Linked DNA regions of Capra hircus: region 2 is linked to region 1. Evidence: chromatin contacts called from public Hi-C data. All regions are on one chromosome and are shown on one strand. Each heading gives the region's core, a stretch centred on a gene start, on an enhancer-like site or on the middle of the called end of the contact. The rest is flanking DNA. Distances are from core to core; before and after follow the strand shown. Region 1 overlaps BCL7A (B-cell CLL/lymphoma 7 protein family member A). Region 2 overlaps MLXIP (MLX-interacting protein).

Region 1 (7,670 bases), core at 3,669-6,168:
GTTAATAAGACTACTTCCACTAGAGTATTTTCACACCTGGGGAGAAACCAAAAACAAGTAGCCGCAGAGAAAGGGGACTAGCTTGATCTGTAGGGAGCCTTCATCCAGGCCTTCCTCAAAGGGAAGAGACTCTCAGACCCTTACATCCTGGCACCCTTGGCTCTGCAACCCCCTGCCAGCTTACCCAAGACTCCTCCAGGGGCCCAAAGACAGGACAGTGTTGATGAAAGAAGTGTTTGCCGTGGCAGAAAACCGGCCAAAACCTGAGTGTCTCGAAAGGATTTAATAAATCCGGAGTGGCAGACGCACAGCCCGGTATGCAGCTGTTAAAGCACGTTGACCAGGTACAGATAGAGAATGAAGAAACATTCTCACAGTGTGAGCCACAGGGCCGGGCCTCCAGCGGAGCGTGAGCCCATTTGATTACAATACAGATCCAACCCTCAGATAGAATTGGCAAAAGCCAGGATGGCAGCTGGCCTCTCCTGGCCTCTCAAGATGCTGAGCCATACCCTGGGAGTGTCTGGTGCTCTCCACTGGCATCTGGAAAGTCCAGGGGTCTTCCATTCTGACATACCCCCACCTCCACTCCCATGTTCAGGGACCCACACCTGAAATGGGGACCCTTCCGCAGTTTTCACACTCACATAGACGTGCCGCTTGTCTCCAGAGCTGCTCAGTTTGTGAGTAAGACAGAGGGTGTGTGCCCTGAAGCAGAGAGCTTGACATTGATGTTCAGCCTTGCCTATTTAAAAACGAAGAAATGTTCCCTATCCTCTTTTTCAGCCACTCCCTCCTGCTCCCTCTCTTTCATGGGACATTTGTCCGCTTTCCAGAGTCCGCTGCCAAGCTCACATACTGTCCCCACCCCATGCAAATGCTCTGTGGACGCTTGGCCTGAATGGTATCCCCCTTCCTCAGAAGGCACAGCGACCCACCTGCTCCTGTTACGTTGAGACCGAGCTTTTATCACTTTCACGAGGAAAAGGCAGGGGAAAGACAAGGGCAGTTCTTTCTGCCTTCCTGTCATATCCGCTCTCAGAAAACTCACTCACCTCATCCATCAAGGCCCGGGGGTCTCTGTTTAGCACCTGTTGGGCCTCCACTGTGTACTGGGCAGTAAGCTGGGTCCTAGGGGGATGGTGTGAGCCAACTGACATGGTCCCTGTCCTCACGGAGACAGGGAGATGGGTTCAGGGAGGCGGAGACACAGCCAGGAGCCAGCAGACGCAAGTGGATTGCAGTTCGAGCTGTAGGAGAGAGGGAGCAGGGTGATGCAAAGAAGCCCTCCTGGATGGTGCGGGCGGGGAGGGGTGAGATGAGAGCGGGAGAGAAAAGGGCACACAGGCCAGGAGACAGAGGCCAGCCTGAGGAATGGCAGGCGAAGCCAGGGAGGCTGGAGCCAGGTGGACAGGAAAGGGGGAGGAAGGAGGGGAGGGAGAGGGGCCTTCTCGGCCTGATGAGGAGTTGGGATTTTGTTCCAAGATCAGTGTTATGCTCTGTATGATCTCTGTTTTGAAACTATCTCTTGAGCTCTGCTGAAGGCTGGGTGGGGCGGCTGTGGAGCAGGCTGCTGCTCCAGCCATACAAGGAACGGAGGGCTCAGGTGTGGATGGGGTGGCTGGCAAGGGCAGCCGTGGGTGGGCCGAGGGTCTCTGGAAATGGAGTTAGGCGTGGCGAGAAGGGAGCACTCCAGGGTGCTGTCCAGCTGTATCCTAGGCAGGTGGCAGGGCCATCGCCAGCCATGGGAGCGCTGGTTAGGATAGGCGACCTTAGGAGCTGGACTCGGGGAATGGGTTAGTTTGGAGCTGGCTGGGATGATAGAGCGAGAAAGTCGAGGGAGAAGTAGGTGAGTGAGTGTCGAAGTGTGTGTGTGTGTGTGTGTGTGCACGTGCTGGAATTTCTGGGATGATAGAGCGAGAAAGTCGAGGGAGAAGTAGCTGAGTGAGTGTGTGTGTCTGTGTGTGTGTGTGTGTGTGTGCGCACGCGCGCACACTGGAATTTCTTGGGAATTTGGTGGCACTACAGACCCTTCCCCCAGAATAACCAACGTGTATGCATTCCATAAACGTCTGTGCTGAGTCCTGGATGAGCTGTTGTCAATACAACCAGGTTGGTCTAACCTTTGATCTTGGAGAGTAAACTTAAAACTGCATACATAATTACCCTGCAGTTAGTGAGCAATTGGAAGACACAGGTGACTTGGTGGACATAGGAGTAGCTTGGGTGTGTGGCTCCCGGTAGGTCCGTGAACCCTTTCAAGTCCATGCCAGGGCCACAGGGTCAGAACTTCAGATGCCCACCTTCGACTTGTAACTTCCCAGCTGACCCAAGTTGCTCTCCCGGGGTGTCAACCTGCGTTTCTCTTTTCTTCCTCTTCCCCTACCTCCCAACCCCAAGGATCTGGAAGGAGTGCCACCCTCCAAAAAGATGAAACTGGAGGCTTCGCAACAGAACTCCGAGGAGATGTAGACGCCGAGTTCAGTCCTCTGATCCACGTCTCACGGGAGATCCATCAGCAGGCTTAGTTGTTGAACAACCTCACCCGAGCAGATCCCTGTCGGGTGCAAAGGGAACTACTAACTTAACAAGTTTACCAAGTGCAAATCCAAGAAAACCTAGAACGGCGTAACTTCTCAGACACTGAAGAACTTTCTGCTGTGAAGCAAAACACTCGAATCTTGAAGTGACTTTCCTGGGGAAGGCGAGGTCGACAGCTCAGGAGCGTCTGGACACTGTCTCTGAAGCCAAGATTACATTTGTGTTGCTGCTGTATTTTTTTTTTTTCCCTCCCCACTCCTCTATTTAATGATATAAGCTATTTGAGGGTGGTACTGATCAGGAATTCGCTTTTCATCGGGGCTTTTCACTGTTCAACCAATATTCCTTCCGCTTTCTTTTTTCGTGCCTTGTGCCCTTGAGGTGACCTCTGGCATGTTTTCCTGGTTGTTTTGCGTCTCCCCTTACAAGTGCCCTCTTGGTTCAGTTCAGGCAGCCATTGCTCCGGTCCTCGAGTCTTTCTCCTCCCTGCCCCAGGACTTCAGCTGGAGTGGACCAGGCAGGGAGAAGGAGAGCTTGAGGCCGCAGAAGAGCAGGACCTCCCCGGCCATCTGGTTTTCTAGGTGCAGCTGGGAGGCTGCAGAATACACCCTGAGCCCTGGTTGGGGACAATGCTAGCCTCCAGGGTCCGAGGAGTCTCAGATGTCTGGGCATTGTTCCCAGGCTTGCTTGAGGCATCTGAACTGGTGTTTCCAAGCCCACAGCTGCCCAGAGGGACATACAGAGCCCTTGGATTGTCCTGGCACTTCCCCCCTCAGCCCCTCCCCACCATGTGGCAACCTCCGACACCTCCGAAGACGGACTGGCTCCTGTGGCTGATGGCAGGATGGTCTCCTTAAGGCGATAAAGGGCCGGAGGAGGCTGGGAGCAGATGGCAGGAATAGCTGGTGCTGAACTTTCTCTCATAGGACGTTGCTTGGATTTCAAATCCACAGTCACCTGCTGCCCTAGTCTACCTCCCCAGCTCCACCTGGCCCCACCCGCGGAGGAGGTGAGGTTGCAGTCGGCCGAAATGCAGAGTCCACCGGCTTTCTGCACACTGTTCTGACTCCTGGAGCCAACAGTTGGATCGCGTCTCTTTCCCAGGATGCTCCGAGGGTCCCCACGGGGGAGCAGGCCTTAAGGGTTGGGAACTTGAAGGCCAGAAATGAGGCCCCCGAGAAACTGGAGAGCTTTGCACTCCTCCAGAAAGGGGGCCCTGGGGTCCCTCCCCCGCCTGCATCCCCCGCCTGCACTGGGACAGCTTCCTGTCACTAAAACGGAGAAGCACCTCTTCTCCCCACGCCCCCCACCTTGGATGAACTGCCTCACTCTTTGGTTCTGAGGCCTGGTTTGCTCTTAATTCCTATACGGACTCCTCAGACCCTTAACCCTTCTCCTGAGCTTTCGTTACTGCACTGGAGTTCCAACTCCCTTTGAGTTGTGTGAGGGGGGAGGGGGAGGGTTCCGGGTTTTGTTGGTTTGTTTTTTTTTTTCTGTTTGTTTCTTCGTTTTGTTTCTGTTTCAGCCAATTGGTGCATATATTCAAGTACCACCTTTCACGTGTGGATCTCTCTCCTGACCACCATGGGGAGTGTATGCCAGACTCCATTTTCTAAGCGTTTCTGAGGGTGAGGCTCTTCTTTGTTTTTGAAGGGAGCCAATCTATTTCCTGCACTTCAAGAAGAATCAAAATGTTCCTGAATTTCAAATACCTCATGCAAACATGTCTCCTGAAGCAAGGGAAGGGGAAACACACACACACACAAACTTTGAAAATGGTCATGTTGAAGTTAGAGATGCCGAAAGGTTTCTGTCTTAAAAAATCCTTATCAATTTTGCCCCTCAGGCAGGCAGTTCTGCGGAGAACTGTGTTCTGTGTTACCTCTCAGCGTATCTCAAGGCGGCTTTACCTCCAGATCCTATAGAGTTAGAATTAACTTCCTTTATTTGCAGCAAAACTCCATTTGGATGAAAGATGAATCTGGATATCTATTCCCTCCTCTTTATTTTTTTTGGGAAACGAGAGGTGACAAGCAAGACAGCCGAAGACGAATCACAACACAGGCATCCGTGGAAACAGCAGGGTCCCCTCGACAGGCAAGGGGGGCGGACATGGTTGAGGGTGAACAAAGGAGGACGCCCGGGATACGAGGCTGTCATTAGTTTTTCTCTGAAGTGCCTGAAGGTAGGAAACGGGCCAGGGGTCCGGGCCGACTGGGCCCCGCCACGGCCATGCCAGGCAGAGCGGCCAGCGGCCCTGCGCCCCCATCCACGCCGGCCAGGAAGGCCTTCCACGCGGGATGGTGAGACTGCAAAAACCCACATGTGCTTCCTTCCCCTATGCGGCCCGCTCCTCGGGGCCGCCGCCCTTGCCCACACCATCCTGCGCCCCTTGCCCCCTCTCCCACCACGGAATCTAAGACCTTTCAGCCGGCGGAGCCAGAGGCGGGGGTCCTAAGCGAATGCCTTCCGCCAACACCAGGCCCCGCAGCCTAAAGGGCTCCCAGGGCAAACTTAACTCCCCGCGAAACTTGAAGTTGGGGATGCTGCGGTTACACATTCCACAAAGTGCTGGCACTTAACACCCATAACCCGAAGGCGGAAGACTGACTCACAGGTGGTGACCTCCCATTACCAACGATGTCATGGTTTGGAATGTTCCATTATCAGCCAAGGACCTGCTTAGAGATATAAAGACCTTTTTATTCACCGTTACCTAATTGTTTTTTTTTTTTTCTTACGATTTTTTTTTTGGTGTGTTGTACAGCAGTATAATTTTTCACTTATTTATTCCATCAGTAGATATGGTTTGTACAATGTACAATGGTTCCATTTCAGAAAATAAAAATTCAAATCATGAACACCATGTGATTTTGGAGCGTCATGGTAAAGAGTAAAATCCTGTGAGATTTTACTCACAGAGTGGGCTGCTCTGGTGTCTCCAGCGTGGCCCTGACTTTGTATACAACTTGAACACCGGGACTGTGGCCTCCTACATGCTGCGGGCGGGTGTTTGTGGGAGGCTGAGTTGGTAGCCAATTAGAACCCTGGTATAAATTGCAGCCAGGCCATCTGCCCCCATCTTGCGTCCTGGCAGTGTCCCTGGTTTCAGGAGGCTCTGGCCCATGGCAGGGGCTCAGGGGTCGATTATTTGGTGACTTGAAGCTCTGTCTTGACTTGCCTTAACAGCTAGTGACTCATGGTCAGGCTGGATCCAGAACCGCCCCAGGGCCTCTCCCCCCACAACTCAGGCTCTTTCTCGCTCTCCAGCTCGGCCTCCCTCCCCCAGTGGACTTTTTCCTTTCTTTGTCCAGTCTCTCTTTCTCCTCTCGCACCTGAAACCTGGCCCTAGGTGAACCACCAGCTATGGGCAAAAGGGGTGGGACGATTGTTCTAGCTGTCGTGTGCTAAGTCACCCGTGTTGACCGACCTGGAGGCAAACGTTCTCCTTTTTTGTTTTGTCTGACTTTCCTCCCTACCCCGTTCCTTTTTAAGGTGTTCCAGTGTTTTTACCAGGATTGGTTGCTCAGTGAAATAAACTCCTGATATGGAAAGTTCATCCTGACAAAACATAAATCATAGGGACCTTGTTTGCTTAACCAAAAAAAAAAAAAAGTGCCTTAGCGGGCACACTTTCACTCTCTCTGGTATTCCTGAGTTCTGTTCCCTGGGTCTCCAACTCTGGCTGAAGGTCCCTTCCTTCCAGACTCATCTTCATCTCTGAATCTCTCCTCTTCCCTCTGCCATTCTTGTCTCCAGGCCCCTGGGTCTCTTGTCTCAGACATTCTGCTTTATCTTTGTCTCAGCTTCCCTGTCTCTGTGGAGCTTTCTGACTTCCTCTCATCTCTCTTCATCAAGGAGCAGTCATGCCCAAGGGCTAGAAATTTGGACTTTACAGGCATCACTTGAATACCATCTGTCTCCTGAACCCTGGGCAGCATTGACTCCAGCTTGACCTTTTCTCTCTAAGCAGATAAGCTGGTACGCTAGGATGCTGGGGACAGTTTGGAATTGGGGAGAGGTGCATTTTGATGGTAGGGGTCAGGGAGGCTCCTAGGATGGTGGAGGAGCCCAGGCATAGGCCTAAGGAGTCCATTTTGCCTCGTGGATGTTAACAAGTGGCTGGAGGTTTCTGAGCCAGGGCCCTGCTGGACTGGGGGCGGTGTTGCTAGTGAATGGCATGGACTGGAAAAAGCTAGACAGGAGGTGGGGGCAGGGCAACTATGGAACTAGACTGTAGGTGAAGCAGGAGGCGAGGAGTTGGCAAGAAGGCCCGTGTGCCCCCAGGTGATGTGAAGGCAACAGGCACTGCAGCCAGGTGAGGTGGGAACAAGTTTGAGGAGGGGAAGGCAGGCAGACAAAGCTCTGGTCCAGGTCCAAGTCTGAACCGCAACAAATGTCACAGAAGTCCGCGGTTGGGCTGAGGAGGGATTTGAATTCCTAACGCCCAAGTTTATCCCTCACCTGCCCCTTGAGGAATGCCTATTTTCCTCCAGAGGCTCATAGGAGACACTGGCTGCCTTTGCCAGTTGCATTCCCCTCTTCTTCCAGTAGGGGTCCCCCTCACCCACTCTCAGCCCCAAGGGTGGCTGGGCTATCTGGGTCCCTCTCCCTGGCAACAGCAATTGGCTCAAGGATGATCACATGGCCCAATGAAAGTCAGCCCTGGAATTTTTGTGGGACCTGTTGGGAAACACTTCCCCTAGAGTGTTGGCTGGAGTTAAGTGGAGCTGTTGGGGCCACCTTCACTCCAAGGCAGGGAGAAGCCTGCCTGAGAATGAAGCTGAGACAGGAGAGAGTTGAAAGACGGTGAGTGTGAGCTTCCTGAGAGCACCACTTGGACCCAAAGTGTTAGTCACTCAGTTGTGTCCAACTCTCTGTAACCTAATGGACTGTCGCCCACCAGGCTTCTCTGGAATTCCTCCTGGAATTCTCCAGGCCAGAATACTGGAGTAGGTTGCCATTTCCTTCTCCAGGGGATCTTCCCAACCCAGGGCTTGAACCCAGGTCTCCCTCATTGCAGGCAGACTCTTTACCGACCGAACCTCCAGGGAAGTCAGCAGCTGGCCCTGAAACCAGCCCTCCTGAACTTTTCAAGTTCTTGAGCCAGTAAATGCCTGTGATCGTTT
Region 2 (7,670 bases), core at 1,488-3,987, 58 kb after region 1:
GGCGAAGCCAGTAGTCTCGGAAATATTTTTTTCTTTTTTACATTTTAAAATTTTAGTTGTTTGCGCCAGGTATTAGTCATGGCACGTGGGATCTTTGATCTTCATTGTGGGCATGTGGGATCTAGTTCCCTGACCAGGGATCGAACCTGGGCCCCCTGTATAGGGGGAACAAAGTCTTAGCCGCTGGACTACCAGAGAAGACCTCAGAAATTTTAATAATGTGTTTCTGGTTACACTTTAAAGAAGGAATATGGCAGAACCTTGAGTTAGGCGAAGAAGCATCCCAGCCAACCATGTCTGGAAGCCAAGTTAAGCTGGGGTGGGGTTGGGGGGAGCAGAAGTCTGACCGTAGGTGCTTTCTGGGAATCCTGCTCTAGGGATCCCTGCCAAGGAGCTGCCTGTTAGAACTCCTTAAAGCAGCCTGTCTTGTACGTCCCGTGGGAAACTAGACTTGGGGTGCCTCCACAGAAAGGGTCCCAGTCCTTGTCTGTGGGTGTCTGCGTGGGGAATGTCTCCTGTTCTCATCGAAGGTTAACAGTGACACCACATCAAAGGCGGGAGCAGCCCTTCCGGTAAGGAGACATCTAGATGTGTGTCCCGCGTTTTTCTAGCGCTTTGTGTGCAGTCAGGTTGCGGTGTGTGGGCGAGTGTCCCATCAGCCATCGCCTCTCCTGGCACCCTCTCCACCTCTCAGGGCGGTTTAGGTTTTAGTTTTGGTTTCAGACTGGCTTGTTCGTGTCAGCTGAGCGCCGCCTGTCGGCTGTTGCGGTATTACAGAAGCCTGGGGTGATGGGTGGTAGCCGTTGGACATAAGCAGTGAACATCCCCATGGTCGGAAGAGGCAGGCATCCCGCACTTTAGGGGGAAGAAGATGGGAACCCGAAAGTTACTTTATCAGAGCGGGTTTCTAGCCTCCAGGGTCTGGCCTCTCTCTGACTCTTCCCACCCGTTTCATGGTAAGTAATTGAAGATGTTGGTGTCATCCAACTTCTCTAAGGCGCTCTTACGCTCTCATCATCCACTACGTCTTACATAACAAAGCAGAAGTAAGGGTGGGTTTATATTTAAGCCCGCTGGTTAGTTTTGTGGGTTTTTAAAAAAATATTCTTTAGGGGTTACCTCTGCTGTGTGTCTTAAGAATGTGGCTGCGTGTGTGTGCACTTAATCCTTCTTAAAACACTCTGGAGGCAATGGTATTATTGTGATTTTACCCAGGAAACTGGCATGTCAGAGGAGTTACGTGGCTATAATAGTTCACTTCTAGTATGCAGTTGCAGCACAGAGACTCAGAAACACCAGGCTGCTGGCTGTGAATGTGGGTGACAGCTGAAGTCGAAGTGCCTTTGGACTGGGGGAGCAGGGGCAGAAAGGCATGTGACTGGCTTAAAGCTCCTGACCCTTTGAGCTGAGGCTGCTGCTGTCTGTCTGACCCTCCAGTTCTCAGAGGACTTGCTGTGATGTTTTCTCTGTGGGGGTCTCAGCCTTCTCTCCTACAATCCACAGCCTGGCCCGGTGCTGGGTTGGAGGATGGGGTATGAGATTTGCCAAGAGCTTCTGATGACGAAATCAGGTGCCCAGGTTTGGGGAGCGTTTATTACTTAGGCGCTCTCTTTGAAGACCCCGGCTGTTGTGACTGCTGGCACATCTCTGCTTGTCACATGGCCTCTCTGAGTGGCTTTGGAGAACAGGGCAGGGCTGTGGCCTGCAGTGATGTAGAACTCACAAAACCCCCTTTGGTATGGACCAGAAAGAAGGCCTTGCCCATCTCAGCCATCTGGAGAGGGGAAGCCCTATGCCAGCGGCTCAGAGGTGGCTTCTGGCACAGCCCGTGGAAAACTAAACCATCTGAGCAGTCTGTACCTCCAGGGAGCGTCCCTTGCCTGCCACCAGCTTTGTTGGCAAAGGCCCTTTAACTCAGTCAGTGAAGGATTATTGCACGAGGCCCTGCGCTGTGCCCAGTTCAGTGCTGGGTGGTTAGGGTGGGGATACTAGAAGGGCCCTCCCCTGAGAAGCTGCAGTCTGGCGGCCAGAGGTGTGGAGACACATTGCCCTACGGGGAGTGGATACGAGTGTCCTTGAGGTGTGAACAGCGCTCAGAGATCCTGAAGAGGCTGGCAGCAGCCTGGGAGAGGCCAGTGCCGGCTCGGAGGAGATGGTATTTGAGCATCACTTGGAAGGATGAGCAGCTGGCCGGGAGCGGAGGGAGCTCCGTGAAGAATGGGGACTGCCAGTGCAGGGGCCTGGAGGCAGGAGAGGGCCCTGCGGGTTCTAGGGCCGGTGGGGCATCTGTGTGCCTGGATTGTCAGTGCCTCCTGGGGACTGGTGGTCGAGACCAGGTTCAAGGAGCCTGGCTTTTCCTTCAGTGGTCAGATTTCTTTTTTCCTCCCCCCAACTTTGTTGAAATAAAATTGATGTGTAACATTAAGTTTAAGGTGTACAGCATGGTGATTTGATACACGTATAAGGCAAAATCCACAGACTTTTCGCTTTTAATTATGGAAAAACTTGAAGATATGCAAAAGTCGACTAAACGGGGTAGTGAAAGCGACTATATATCCTATTGAGCCGAGCCTGTGGCTTGTATGGATTAATCCAGAATTTTGAGGCCTGGAGTGATGGGGTGGCACATTTCATTGTCAGAGAAACCACTGAGTGTCCCCATCCTCATTTTACCTTTCAGTGGGAAGTTGGTGTCTCCGAAGTGGAAGAATTTCAAGGGCCTGAAGCTCCAGTGGAGAGACAAGATCCGGCTCAACAACGCCATCTGGCGGGCCTGGTACATGCAGTGTAAGTGCTGCGTGGCTGGACCCACGACCCTGCAGGTTTTGCCCCCCTCGAGAGGCCTGTGCAACTTGGGGCCTGGAGCCAGGCCTTGGAACCCTGTGTGTCAAACAGAAGTCTCTCTCAGGCAATCTGTGGAGATAGGAGAACCAAGCCAAATCCAAGTGTCTACAGGAGGCTCAGTGTTGTGATGCAGAGGGGAAGGGATGGGCGTACAGCTGAGAGGTGACATTCGGAACAGTCCCCGTTTTCAGCGGGCCTGAGAAGGTGCAGGCCCGGCCCATGGCCTGTGTCCGGCTGGCCTGGGTGCTGGGGGGTCTGGTGATTCCTGCAGGAGACCAGCGCGCCGGGGGCCCCCTAGGCTTAGGCTGGTGTTTCCTCTTGATCGGGCATACTTCCCTTTCTCTCTCCCGCATCACCGAGAGAGTCTTTTCCTTTGACCTGGACCCTTTATTTCCCCAAATCTCATTTTCCAAGAGGAGAACACTTGAGGATCCCCCGAGGGGCGGGGTGTAGACAGCGGGGCTGGGCTCCTCAGTGAGTGTCTCACCCCTCCCCACCCAGACTTGGAGAAGCGCAAGAACCCCGTGTGCCACTTTGTCACTCCGCTGGACGGCTCTGTGGAAGTGGACGAGCACCGCCGGCCAGAGGTACTTGGCAGATGATGGGCCCTCACTCGGGAGAAGGCGGTGACTCACGAGGGCGGGGCGAGGGCTGGATCCCCACCGAGGAAGGCAGCGGGGCAGAGCACTCAGGGTGCTGCGTCCTGGTGGCTGTTACACCGTGAGATGCGACGGCCATGTGGGGGCACGTGGCCCCTGATACCCCGCAGAGGCTCCCCCTTCTCAGGCCAGGCTGATCCAAGGACTTGGGGCTTCCTCCAAACAAGACTTACCCTCTGCTTTCCTTTAATCTCGGTGCTTCTCTGGAAGTCAGCTGGGGAGGCGGTGGGGGGGACAAGGCAGACATCTTTAACCACTGAAGAATGACCTCCAGATCTTTACATAAACTGAGAGGGAAAGATGGTGAAGACATAGGAAATGAAAAGAAGCAAGTTGCCCAACAGTGTTTTAGTATCTTCAGGTTACTTTTTTGAAGCGAGTATCTGTGTGATTATACATGTGTAGGAAATGTGTCAAAGGATATACAGAACCCTGACTTGTGGGATTATGTGAGGAGGGAAGACTCCACTTTCACTTTCTACTCTTCTGTATTGCTTTAGTTTCGTCCAAGCTTGTCTTACTGTTACGATGAAAAGGGGAGACCTTGGAAGGTAACCTAACACAAGACAGCTTGGAGCCAAGGGACACGATCTGGTATCAGACCGTAGTAAAGAATCTCATCACTTTTTAGGTCTGGTAGATGGACAGGGAGGCCTGGCGTGCTGCGATTCATGGGGTCGCAAAGAGCTGGACACGACTGAGCGACTGGACTGAACTGAATAGTATTGTATTATTCACTGTGGAGATTCTTCACTGTCTAAGACACGTAGTGAAGTACTTTAGGTGAAATTATATGACATTTATGATAGGATGTCTGGGACTTGCTTTAATATTCTGCAGCCATCAAAAGAAACAAATGTGAAAGTGAGGTGGTCTCTCTGAGGCTGTCATGATTCCTGGTCACCAGAATTCAGAGATAACTGTGAAAGGGGCTGCATGGTGGGGAGGTTGAGCTGGACCTTGGAGGTCACTTTCTGCTGGAACCTTCTGTGACTGGCTGTTTGTTTTCACCCTTTGGAAATGTGGCGGAGCCTCAGGGCATTTGAGAGCCAGCCCAAGTCTCTGGCAATTCCTCCAGCTCCGAGATCTCTGTGCTTCTCCCCTGCCTAGCACTTTATCTGAGCCTTACTCCAGTCCAACCTCTGGACCCTGGGCCCCCAAAGTCCCCTAGGTTATCTTGGGGGGGTACGATAACCTAGTGGAAGCTCACCTTCACTCAGAGGCTGAGCATGGCCTAGAAGAGGCCAACACACTCTGTAGATAAAGCTGCAGGCAACCAGTTGGCGACTCAGAGCTGGATTGCCCAGGCCTGACGTCTGGAGCCAGACGCTTGTTTGCTAGCAGGGTGAGCTCTGTGAATAAAACCCAATACCGCCTCATCCCTCTGCCCCACGTCTCTCCCACAGGCCATCACCACAGAAGGAAAGTACTGGAAAAGCCGCATAGAGATTGTGATCCGGGAGTATCACAAGTGGAGAACCTACTTCAAGAAAAGGGTATCTGGAGACTTCCCTGGTGGTCCAGTGGCTAAGACGCTGTGCTCCCCAGGCAGGGGACCCGGGTTCGATCCTTGGTCAGAGAACTATATAGATCCTACATCCCGCAACTGAGACTCGGTGCAGCCGAATACATTTGAAAAGGACCCCAGCCCATATTTACTCAGTACACTGACCCCTGAGGCTCTGGCTCAGAGCTGTCCACCCACTGCCCACCGCCCCCCATCATTGCCCCTGCAGCCCCTCGTTCTAGCCCAGCCCAAGTGGTGACCTGCTTTGGTTGTGTGACCTTGTTCTCAGTCTATCCTGCTTGGAGCTGGGGCTGTTTATTCCACAAACGCTGGTCAGGAATCTCTGAGCCCAGCTTCAGCCTGGGGATGGCAGTGGCAGGATCCTTCTGGCCACCTTCCTCCCAGAGAGAGAAGGCCTAGATGCTTCTGAAAGTGATCTTCTTCCAGGGAGGAGAGGCTGAGGGCCTTGTCCCCGCTCTGGGCCTTGGGGGACCACCTTGTCCCTCTCCCCTTTCTCTGCAGCTCCAGCAGCACAAGGATGAGGACCTTTCCAGCCTGGCCCAGGTGAGCGAGTGTGGGGGCCACGAGGACCCTCATGGGACCTGCCCCTTCACAAGAAACAGCAGTGACGTGGCTGGCCCAGCACCGCAGTAGAAGGTGGTGGGGACATGGACTCTCCCTGGGGCCAGAGGAGGGACATAAAGGAAAGAAGCCAGTTCTCTGCAGGTCCCCATCCCCTGGCCTCGTCTCTTACCTGGCAGCCCTTGCTGCTCTGAGAAACTGGGCCACGTATCTCCCCAGCGTGACTTGACTGAGAACTCGCGAATCACCGGTGCCCGTTTGGCTTTTCCTTCCCCCGTTGGTGGTAGGACGATGACATGCTTTACTGGCACAAGCACCGGGACGGCTGGAAGACGCCAGTCCCCATGGAGGAGGACACGCTGCTGGACACGGACATGCTCATGTCGGAGTTCAGCGACACCCTCTTCTCCACACTCTCCTCCCACCCGCCCGTGGCCTGGCCCAACCCCCGTGAAATAGGTAACCCGCCCCCAGACCCTTGACTGAAAAGGGTGCTGTCTCCACCCCAGGAGGAGTCCCCAGGGCAGGCTCTGCTTTGGGGCCATCCCTGAGCCTCTGCCGCTTGTTTGGGGGCAGCTCTGAGGAGAAGGCGTGGCCGACCTCCTTGCTGTATGGGGTCCCCATTGGGCCCATGGTGCTGCTGCCAGGGAACAGTGGGGATTTGGTCTGAATGAGCTTCACATTTCTGATCTGTCCCCTCACCTGAAGACATGGGCCTGGGGCCAGTGACAGGGCTGAGACTCACTCTCGAGAAAATCATTTGCACTCGTCATTTGGCCTCTCACCTGGGAGCTTGCAGCCATCCAGTTAACCCTCCAGGAGGAGCCCATGGACTGAAGTCAGCACCGAGGGGTCTCTGCAGAGCTGTTCACAGCAGAGCATCTGCTCCCAGATACTCAGTTTACCTTTCCCCTGCAAACTCACTTTCTTCTCCATCCTCTGAGGGTGGAGAATGCCCATGAACCCCCTGGAGAAATCCTAGCCAGTGGCCTACCTTCCTCCTGTTCCCAGGAGAATGCAAGTAGGGCCCGGAAGATCCAACCTGGGCCCCTGATACCTTCCCACAGCATGGACTGAGAAGGCCAGACAATCCCTCTGTCTCCTTTTTTATTCTAACAGCACACCTGGGAAACGCAGACATGATTCAACCTGGGCTGATTCCTTTGCAGCCCAACCTGGACTTCATGGACACCTTTGAGCCCTTCCAGGGTGAGGACTTGAGGCAGAGAAAGAGCTTGCGTCTCCCTTTGCCCAGGACAGAGTGGACCGGGCTTCCCTTTCATAGAGGGGAACTGTTAGAATGGGCCAGGGAGCGGTCTTAGAATTCGTCCAAAGGTTGCTTTGTTTTGGGTAGTAGCTGCAAGGCCTGCAGTGTTTCTCACCCTGTGGGTCCCAGAGCCCCAGGTTCGGCCTTGACTGTAAGCAGTTCTCCCTCTAGGCAGCAGGGGGCGCTGGCAACACAGCTGCCGCCTTGCGGTTCCCTGCAGTTAGAAATGATCCTCGAGCTCCCGCCATCATTAAACGCAGGTGCCACCAAGGCCTGGTGGTGTTTCAGAGCCCACCCTGGTTGCCAGCATGTACAGCTCCAATCAGAGGGCCTGTTTCAGCAGAGTTACCTCAGTGGGGGTGGAGGGGTGCCCTCTGCCATGACATTCCTCTGGGTAAGGCGGGGTTCAGTGCCCAGTTTGTTTGGATCTTAATTCAGTGAAATGACAGACACAGAGCTCACAGGCCCCCGATGTTGTCTTTCAGACCTTTTCTCTTCCAGCCGCTCCATTTTTGGCTCCATGCTGCCTGCACCCGCCTCAACGCCTGCACCAGATCCCAACAGCCCACCTGCTCAGGTAGAGAGAACTTGGCGAAAGGGAAAGGGCACCGGGCTTCCAGTCATCAGACCTCTGCAGCGAAGTGTGCTGGACTCACATATAATGTGTAGAGAAGTTATTCTAGCCCTCCTAGAGAGCATCCATAGGTGTCCACAAGGTGGGAGACGCTCTCAGTAAATGTATGCTCCCCACTAAGGCCCCAGATAACCTGTGTGTGGCGAGCTTTGTCTTGACCAGTTAAGAAAGGACCAG

Evidence for each region. Hi-C and Micro-C count contacts between places; a contact is called where the count stands out from the background.
Region 2: a contact with region 1 is called in a Hi-C map of blood, with 7 times the contacts expected there. The contact joins two enhancer-like sites. A contact is called at or near these places in 2 of 5 Hi-C or Micro-C datasets (both in blood).

Annotation. Positions count from the first base shown.
Region 1 is chr17:17,922,688-17,930,357 of ARS1.2, forward strand. BCL7A (B-cell CLL/lymphoma 7 protein family member A) reads left to right here. Exons shown (of 6, transcript XM_018061300.1): 6 at 2,401-4,095. The coding sequence ends at 2,472. Among named protein-coding and RNA genes, the nearest start is that of MLXIP, 17 kb to the right of the region's middle. Within about 2 kb of position 4,919, at least 2 of the 5 cell types and tissues checked have an H3K27ac peak or open chromatin away from gene starts, as enhancers often do.
Region 2 is chr17:17,982,939-17,990,608 of ARS1.2, forward strand. It overlaps MLXIP (MLX-interacting protein), which reads left to right. Exons shown (of 17, transcript XM_018061303.1): 2 at 2,681-2,787; 3 at 3,346-3,431; 4 at 4,910-4,999; 5 at 5,533-5,574; 6 at 5,880-6,051; 7 at 6,712-6,801; 8 at 7,345-7,436. Among named protein-coding and RNA genes, the nearest start is that of MLXIP, 43 kb to the left of the region's middle. Within about 2 kb of position 2,738, at least 2 of the 5 cell types and tissues checked have an H3K27ac peak or open chromatin away from gene starts, as enhancers often do.